Linked DNA regions of Triticum aestivum: region 2 is linked to region 1. Evidence: chromatin contacts called from public Hi-C data. All regions are on one chromosome and are shown on one strand. Each heading gives the region's core, a stretch centred on a gene start, on an enhancer-like site or on the middle of the called end of the contact. The rest is flanking DNA. Distances are from core to core; before and after follow the strand shown. Region 1 holds the start of LOC123144847. Region 2 holds the start of LOC123141535.

Region 1 (4,746 bases), core at 897-3,396:
TTTTTGCATCTAGCATAAATACAGCTGAACATGGTTAACAGTATGCTTGGCAGAAATCACAAAGATCATATCCCTACATCTAAACTTGGTCTAGATAGTGCTGCTAGCTACTATTCGAGAAGCACTGCTTCTGCTCAATTATCTCTGGTTCAGAATGTATGCCTACTCAACTGCCCTGAACCTGCAGCTATTGCGAACACGATACCAAAATTGCACCAGAAAATGAAGGTTATGAAAAGGAAAAAGGTTGAGCTTGAGGCCATGGTGGGCCAAAATGTTTGGAACGTCAATTGTCTTAGAGACCAGAAGCGTTTAGCACCGGGTAAGGGTTCCACCGTCATTTTCCTCTGGATCTCTTCGTTGTTATCGTGTGTATCTATGGCACAGACTTTAATCTCACCACCCTGTCTCACAGGTTCCGCTCCTAGCACCGAGGACATGCAAGAGGTGAACGCGGCTGTGAATGACTCGTGGAAGGAGTAAACGTGTGTTGTGGGGGTTTGCAATATGAGGATGTCAACCGCCCCCATGTACTACAAAGTCCCCTGTAATGTTGTCAAGCTACCCTCTCGCTAGCTACCTGAACTGCAGCTCTATCAGAACAGCTGTATGTACATGTCAGCATGTATACATATGTTGTCTCTCCAGACTCAAAAGACCACTAGCACAGTAGCACTCTCCAGTTTCCAGCATTCTGTAAGATCTCTAGTGCTTAATCCCATCCGTCTACCATTGTTGCCGCTGCACGCAATTGAGATAAACAAATAGAAAGATCTGCAGTAGACTCTCCCTGGGTGTGTTCCTGTCGAATACAACTTTTTTGTTTGTATAAAAAATTGTTCAATGCTCCTTTGTGTTGGGTTTCTTCTTTGTGGCGTTTTGGGCTGCTGTAGATTCATATCCTTTTCTTGGAGCTGTTTTCTTTGTACTTATGTCTCAGTGGAAAGAAGTAACTGAAGTGGAATTGATGAAAATAGACTGGAGGTCTCTAATGCGAATTTTCTGCAATTCGTTGCAGCCATTATCCCATATTGCGTATGGCTCTTCTATGCTTTTTTACCCGTTAACATAAATGACTCGTATCTTGTGCACCGGCATAATTTCTTGGAAACTAGTATGATCATTATGACATTTGCAAAAATGAAAGAGCAAGGAAAATAGTATTATCGGCTATCCACTTATCGTTTCTTTAGGCCACAAATGATTACTACTCTATTTTTTTTAGATAATTGTTTGTTTAGTGTACACACATGGACTTACTTTCTTTTACATTTTTTGATTGAAACCGGGAGACACACATCCAATATGGTACCCCCTCCGTCCCGTAATATAAGAGCATTTTGACACTTTAGGGAATGTAATTTGAGATCTGGGCAAAGTCGAAGAAACAAGGTTCAAGAGGCAGAAAAGCTCTTCTCCTCCCGCCGCCGCCGCCGCCGGTCTGTCCCATCTCCTATGGCCTCTAGACCATGGAGGTGCAGAGGATCTCGGCCCCCATCGGCAGGAGGGACCGCGTTCTCGTTCTTGTTAGAGGCAGCGTCTTGGTTGGGGCTGTGTGGCGGCGGCGATGTCCCTTCGTAAGAATAATGTCTCCCATGTTCTATCCCCGTCCCGCTGGTGCGTCTAGCATCGTCGGAGGGCGTGTGGAGGTTTGTCTCCGTAGGATCTTGCGGGATTCGGTCGATGCTGGTCTTAGGTGGATCTATTTGAATCCGGTCTTCGTTTAGGTGTTTACATGTTTGATCCTTCTGATCTACGACTTTCTTCATCGGCGATGGTTGCTAGTACTCTGGTGTGCTGGTCCTTAACACGACGACTTGCCTACTGTCTACTACAACAAGGTTTGCCCGACTCCGGTGAGGGAGGGGCGATGACGGTGGCACGCCTTCGGCTCGCTCCAATGCTTGTAGTCGTCGCTAGGTGGTCCAAGGACATGGTTGTAATTTTTATTATCTTTGTTGTTCTTTATACTGTCATGATTGAAGATGAATAGATTGAAAGTTTTTTTTTTGAAAAAAAGTTCAAAGAGGCGACGTCCCGGCAGCGGAAGAACACCGTCGTCTCTTCCGAAGAAACGGAAAACGAAAGGAAAACGCAGCGTCTCCGTCCGTCCATATAAAAATAAGCCGTGGGCCAGCAAGGCACGCACGCACGCACAGATCTCCAAACCCTCGCACGCCAGCCACGCCAGGTTAATAGCCGCCGCAACCCACAAGATGGACGCCAGGACGCCCCGGCACCAAAGGCTGCTCCGCACCCCGCGCGGCCCACCGACGCCCCATCACCCCCGCCACCACCCCGGCACGCCCGGCCAAAACCCTATCAGCTACGTCCCCGCCGCCGCCCCGATCTCCCCGCGCTCCGCCGCCCCGATCTCCCCGCGCTCCGCCGCCGCCGCCGCCGCCGCCATGGAGGACGACGCCATCACCACGCTCATGGACATCGACGACTCCCCCCGCAGCGCTGCCGGCGCCGGCTTCCTCGACGACGACGACGAGGGGGACCTCCTCCACTCCCACCGCATGGGCGGCCGCGGGAACGAGGCGCGGGGCCCCCTCCCCTTCGCCGGCTTCTTCAACACCTTCGACGGCGCCGACTTCGACGACTCCGATCTGGCCTGATCGAGGCGTCTTCCGGTACTAGTAATGAAGCTGGGAGGTCGTCGATATGGTGCTGGTGGTCTATCTAGTTAGGTTATTATGGGTGAGGTGAAACTATTCCGAGGCATCTGGAGACCTTTCGGTGATCAATCTAAGCATCGTACTGCTGCGCTGCCCTTGGATCTCGTGTTGTTTGGTTAATATATGCAAGTGCCTTAAATTATCCTTGATTAGTATCATCTCTGCGAGGTTCTCTTTAATAGTACGATTGTTTATGGATTGGTGCTATGTTATTTCTGCTCAATTGTGGCTGTGTTGGGAATGAGCTGATGCTATGACAATAAATTAGCTTCAATTTTTGCTGTTGTGTGTTTATCTTGCATAGATGGTGTTTGATTTTATTATTGAAAACATTAGGCTACTAGGGATACTTAAGTCCCAAATCTCTTTGACCATAGTTGTATTGGTATGCAATTTTAGCCATTTTATTGGAGACTTTAGTCTAGTGGGACACCTTAATTAGCACTCTTTGATCAGCAGTGATTTTGCACTGGGAAATCCAATTATCATCATCGCAAATAAACACAGGGAATGCATAGCTGGAACTTCAGTGAACTCTTATTGTTTTTCTTTGCAACACAATTAGTGATTTGTTAGGAGTTTGATCAACCAGGGTAGCTACAATTTTCACTTAATCAATGCTGCAAGTGCAGTAAAATTTTGTAGGCAATATGCCCTTGATTTCCTCGATGAGTTGATGCACTAGGATAACCATGTACTTTTGATTGACCTTGCAATTGCAAGGCACATTCTATTAGCATGCAAAATTGAACCCCTCTTCTTTGAAATCATCTCTATAGCTTTATGAAATATTTTATGATTGCAAATTATTATTGATTAGTATAATCTCTGTGAGTTGCTTTTGTTCTCTTCCTTGTAATAGTTTGAATGATTATGGATATGCTTGTTGTTGTGTTATTTCTGCTCGTGGCTGTGTTGGGCATGAGCAGATGCTAAGCTAATCAATTAGCTTCAATTCTTGCTGTTTTGTGTTGTTGATCATGCATTGATGGTCTCGTTGATAAGTAGTGGTATTAGTTTGCGATTTTGTTGAAACATTGGTCCACTAGGGATACTTAATTCGCGAATCTCTTTGATAAGTATTGGTATTAGTTTGCAATTTTGTTGAAACATTGGTCTAACTAGGGATACTTAATTTGCAAATCTCTTTGATCTGTAGTTGTATATGAGTTCTGCCACACATACGATGATTTCTGTATGATCTGTGTACGACACTCGATAGCAGCTGTCCATTCTATTTTGTGTACTGCTGGGATAAGATCCTATGAGGCTTTTATTGTATGCAGAGCACTTCCGGTAGTGGTATTAGTTTGCAATTTTAGCGATTTTAATGGAAACGTTGGTCTAGTTGGGATACTTAATTAGTACATTGTATATGAGTTCTGCCACACATACGATGATTTCTGTATGATCTGTGTACGACACTCGATAGCAGCTGTCCATTCTATTTTGTGTACTGCTGGGATAAGATCCTATGAGGCTTTTATTGTATGCAGAGCACTTCCGGTAGTGGTATTAGTTTGCAATTTTAGCGATTTTAATGGAAACGTTGGTCTAGTTGGGATACTTAATTAGTACAACCCCCCCCCCCCCCCCCCCCCCCCCCCCCACCACATAATTCTTGTCATGGTTTTTGTTCATAACGAACGGAGGGAGTAGATATCTTTGATCAGCAGTGGTATTGCACTGGAAAGTCCAATTAGCATCGACCCTTTTTCTGTAGTACTGCCTCTGTAACTTAATATAAGAATTTTTTCGACACTGAAAGTGTCTTAAGACAGGGAATGCCTAGCTGGAACTTCAGCGAACTCTTGTTATGTTTCTTTGCAACACAATTTAGTGCAATACCATTGTTACAAGATGCATTAGTGCTACTTAACAGTATAGTATAAACTGCTGTCCTATTGCGGTAGCTGTAGAGTTTGATCCCAACTTAAACTGTTTCTAAGTTTGTTAAAGGATCTCGGCCATACAAAATATGAGTTTCTCTGATGGTTCATCCCAGACCAATCTGTTGGAGTGTTAAGGAAATAATTTAACTTTGGTTAACCTAGCATTGAAAGCC
Region 2 (4,609 bases), core at 1,405-3,904, 170 kb after region 1:
GTAGAACATCATCATTGTCACCACACCGTCGTGCTGACGGAACTCTCCCTCAAAGCTCGGCTGGATCAGAATTCGAGGGACGTCATCGAGTTGAACGTGTGCTGAACTCGGAGGTGCCGTGTGTTCGGTACTTGATCGATCGGATCGTGAAGACGTACGACTACATTAACTGCGTTGTGCTAACGCTTCCGCTTTCGGTCTACAAGGGTACGTGGACAACACTCTCCTCTCTCGTTGCTATGCATCACCATGATCTTGCGTGTGCGTAGGAATTTTTTTGAAATTACTACGTTCCCCAACACACTCCGCTTGCTGGCCGACCACCACCTTCGGTTTAACATTGAAGGTCTTCAGCCACAGGCCGAAGTGGGGCTTGATGCGGAGGAAGGCCTCGCACACTACGATAAACGCCGAGATGTTGAGGATGAAATTGGAGGCCAGATCGTGAAAATCCAGCCCGTAGTAGAACATGAGCCCGCAGACAAATGGGTGGAGGGGAAATCCCAGTCCGCGGACGAAGTGGGTAAGGAAAACCACCCTCTCATGGGGTTCTGGAGTAGGGACGATCTGCCCCGCATCTGGCAGCCAGTGTGCAATATCCGCGACCAGATATCCTGCTCCCCGTAGCTTTGTGATGTGCTCCTCCGTAACGGAGGAGACCATCCACTTGCCTCCCGCTCCAGACATGCTTGGAGTGGTTTGAGGTGGAAATGCGAACTTGGGTGCTGGAGCTCGAGTGCGCAAGAATGGATGAGCAAGGAGGAAGATGGCGTGGGTAAAAAGAGGAATCCCTGTCCCTTTATAAGGGCGGAAGAAACTATATGCCTCCCCACCTGCGTGGTAAATTGGCTTATTCCCCAAGCGCCGTAATTGATGGCGCGGTTGGGTTACCCACACCCGTATTGATGAGAATCCCGTGATAAGGGGACACGATCTCTGCTTCGACAAGATGTGCCAAGAAAACCGCCTCGCAATGTGTGCAGTAGCTGGTTGAGAAAAACGGTTCGGATAATGACCGGGCCATGGTATGATGTCATGCTACCACATGTGTCAGCGGATTAGATTTGTGGAAATATTGTTCTCTCTACGGTGGTATGTGGAATTTGTTTTGCAGAGCCGGACACTATCCTTGTGTTCAAAATCTTCTATGGAGTATTCGGAGGAGGAACCCGCCTTGCAATGCCGAAGACAATCTGCGCGCCGGACTCATCGTCATTGAAGCCTGGTTCAGGGGCTACTGAGGGAGTCCTGGATTAGGGGGTCCTCGGACGGCCGGACTATATCCTTTGGCCGGACTGTTGGACTATGAAGATACAAGATTGAAGACTTCATCCCGTGTCCGGATGGGACTCTCCTTGGCGTGGAAGGCAAGCTTGGCAATACGGATATGTAGATCTCCTCCCTTGTAACCGACTCTGTGTAACCCTAGCCCCCTCCGGTGTCTATATAAACCGGAGGGTTTAGTCCGTAGGACAACAACAATCATACCATAGGCGAGCTTCAAGGGTTCAGCCTCTACGATCTCGTGGTAGATCAACTCTTGTAATACTCATATCATCAAGATCAATCAAGCAGGAAGTAGGGTATTACCTCCATCGAGAGGGCCTGAACCTGGGTAAACATCGTGCTCTTATATTATCCTTACAATGTGATATTGACTTTATTGTGCCTTGTTTGCTCTTACCATGTCCTTCAACACAAAATTTATAGACAGAGGAGTATGAGAAATAAAAGACTACAATCCATTTTTATCGCACATCAGAGTGACCAATCTAAGGAGGGTGGTAGGCTACACAAAACAAGATATCAACCACTAACAATTTGTTAGATGTTTGCCTCTTAGACCGAAATGTCATTTTCCTAGTTAGCCATTTCCAAAAAAATGGCGTGCTCAATCATTTGCACCAATAGTCTCTTTGTTCCAAACTATAGAGCGCATAAGTATAGTTGATCCAATATTTCGTAATTTTGATCATGCTCCCATCATTCTCAAAAGAATGGTGTAGGCTTAAAAGGGCGCAAGGTGCTAATTTTGGTTTGTTTCTTCCGAGACTACCTCACCCCGTCGCCCCTCTTCGTGCTTTAGTCATTCCTAATTTGGCATATGGTTCCATGTGTTTTCCCTCCTTAGTCTACGCCAAATGAACGATGACGTGCACATAGGAAACGAAAAACGCCTACGTTTCCCTCCTTAATCTAAGCCCAATGAATGATAATGCACATATGAAACAAAAATAGCACGCTTTTTCCTCCTTAATCCACGCCATATGAAAGTGCAGTGAATTATGTAATTTTGGAAAGAAACTTCCATGTTTTTCCTCCTTAATTCGAGAACTTTAAAGTTGTATGTTAAGAAATTATCATCACCTTTTTGAAAGGAATGGTAAAATAAACAAAAGTTATGGATCAAACAATATTATCGTGGGTATACATTGTGAGTATGATTTGACTATCTTGTGGGGTATACATAATGAAAATTCATAGTCAAATTTAAACACGAAATATATTTTAGTGGGAAAGAGACCAATCGCATATTTTCATAGTAAAAGCACTGTACGTCGATATATCATGATATATCGCCAACAGAATCAACTGTCCCAATATCTACACATGCTGGAGGGAAATAATAAAAAATCACCCACGCCTCACCACTAACGACGAGAAGAGAGAGAGATTCCTCCCCTCCGCTGTACTAATACAGGGAAGCTCCCAGTCAGGCTTGCCTTTGGAGCCTTGCCCTTTCCCCTAGACTCCCAGCCCCGGAGGCCTCAACACCTACCAGACTAACACTACCACCAGCTGCATCCAAGCCTAGCTACCACTCTCCTCCCTCCCCCTCTGTCTCCTGAGGTGCTCATGGCCTCGAGCTCAAACCCGGTCAGCATGGACATGGACCCGCCCGTCGTCTCTATCGCCGTCGAGCACGGCCCGCCGGAGTCGCGCCTGGTTCAGCTCGGCGTCAGGTCCTGGCCCAAGTGAGTACCGATCGATCACCGGTTCCAGCTATTTCCTTATTCCTTGTTCCATTATTTCCATGGCGGGCGGCTAAGTGAGCGTGTGCAATGGTTCTTGTGTGCCGTGCTCGTGCAGGTGGGGCTGCCCGACGGGGAAGTTTCCGGTGAAGTTCGACGCGAGGCAGACGTGCTATCTGGTGAAGGGCAAGGTGAGGGCGCACATCAAGGGGTCGTCCGAGTGCGTGGAGTTCGGCGCCGGCGACCTCGTCGTCTTCCCCAAGGGGCTCAGCTGCACCTGGGACGTCGTCGCCGCCGTCGACAAGTACTACAAGTTCGATTCGTCTTGACTTTGCCGGGTTCGCGGTGACTAATTCGCCTCCTGATTTAGATTGGTGACTGTGTTAGCCTCATTCTCTAGCTAATTTGCTAGACCATATCCGTCTCTATTGGCTTCCTTGTGTGTAGTAGGGAAAAAATCGGCGTGAGTGAGGTGAGGGGCATCTAGCCCTCCTGCGTAGTAGGTTCCTAGTTATTCAGTTGCCTCGCAAAACCGGTCAATGCAGTGGCCGTTCAAAGTATTCTTATTTATTGCCCTGAGTGCAGTGCAAATCCGTTTTGAATGCCTTCTTTGACCAGCCAGCATCAGTGGACTGCATTGTCTATGGGCACCTTCCTTTTCTTCTTTATATATGAGCAGCATTACAGGGCCAGGGGTGTGTGTGGCTATCGACCACCCACAGCACTTACTAAGCTTTAAGAATGTGATAAAGCATGGCTGCGAGATGAGAATTGACTCGTGCTTTATTTATAAAGCGGGGCTAGAGCCTGTTCGAGAGATGAGAAGATCGAGTTCTAGTTTCTATCATCTTATCTCCCATACACACACACTCTCTCTTGCGAAATCAGCATATCCTACTCAGCTACAATTAGTGCTACTTTCTTCGTTGTTTTTAACATCCTAGAGCCCAGTGGCTGACCTAAAATGTGGGGGGTGCCGCAATTAAAAAATGTAAAAATTTACACTACAGATAGTAAAATTTGATGTAAACATCATTTTAGTCTTAATAAAAAGTCTTAAAATAGCATGAGCTGGTTAACTATCTAGTATTAAGTATATAAAAAATATTTTACAATTTTGGCAGCCCATGTCGCCACCCTAGATCCGCCCCCTGCTAGAACCCCTGCCCTCAAACAAACAAAAGAATGACCGTCCGCTGATAGTTACAAATTTACCGAAAATGGCTAATGAAAGATGCTATTTATAGACTGCCATCATAGAGAACGTACAATAAAACTTCTCTACTTTTAAGTAATGTTGACTCATAATACACATAATAATATTTAATTAGTCATGTGAAATATTACATGATTTCGTGGAGAAAAATATTTTTATTTATAATTTATATATTTTACTTTTTTGTGGAGGATATATTTTACTTATATGAAAAGCAACAAGGGAAGATATGTGTTAGAGCCGGCGGATATTAAAAATGGCCTGCTGGAGGATATGCTTCCACATGTAAAAGTAATTCTACAAATGTAAAAAAGTCCATAATTCTATTCACATGTATTTGTTCATGACTCTTTGGATGTATGTAATTTTTTAATGAAAAAAACACAAGAATTGTGACTTGTGCTAAAATAAATCAAATTAG

Evidence for each region. A called contact is a pair of places that touch in the nucleus more often than the background predicts.
Region 2: a Hi-C map of leaf shows a contact between it and region 1, with 4 times the contacts expected there. The contact joins the promoter of LOC123141535 here to the promoter of LOC123144847 in region 1. A contact is called at or near these places in 1 of 5 Hi-C or Micro-C datasets (leaf) and 1 of 1 datasets of contacts at active chromatin or transcription factors (leaf).

Annotation. Positions count from the first base shown.
Region 1 is chr6D:314,992,411-314,997,156 of IWGSC CS RefSeq v2.1, forward strand. LOC123144847 reads left to right here and starts at 2,147. Exons shown (of 1, transcript XM_044564097.1): 1 at 2,147-2,959. The coding sequence starts at 2,217. The coding sequence ends at 2,621. LOC123141534 (protein MIS12 homolog) reads left to right here. Exons shown (of 7, transcript XM_044560647.1): 6 at 188-322; 7 at 416-850. The coding sequence ends at 483.
Region 2 is chr6D:315,165,730-315,170,338 of IWGSC CS RefSeq v2.1, forward strand. LOC123141535 reads left to right here and starts at 2,655. Exons shown (of 2, transcript XM_044560648.1): 1 at 2,655-2,975; 2 at 3,091-3,589. The coding sequence starts at 2,857. The coding sequence ends at 3,301.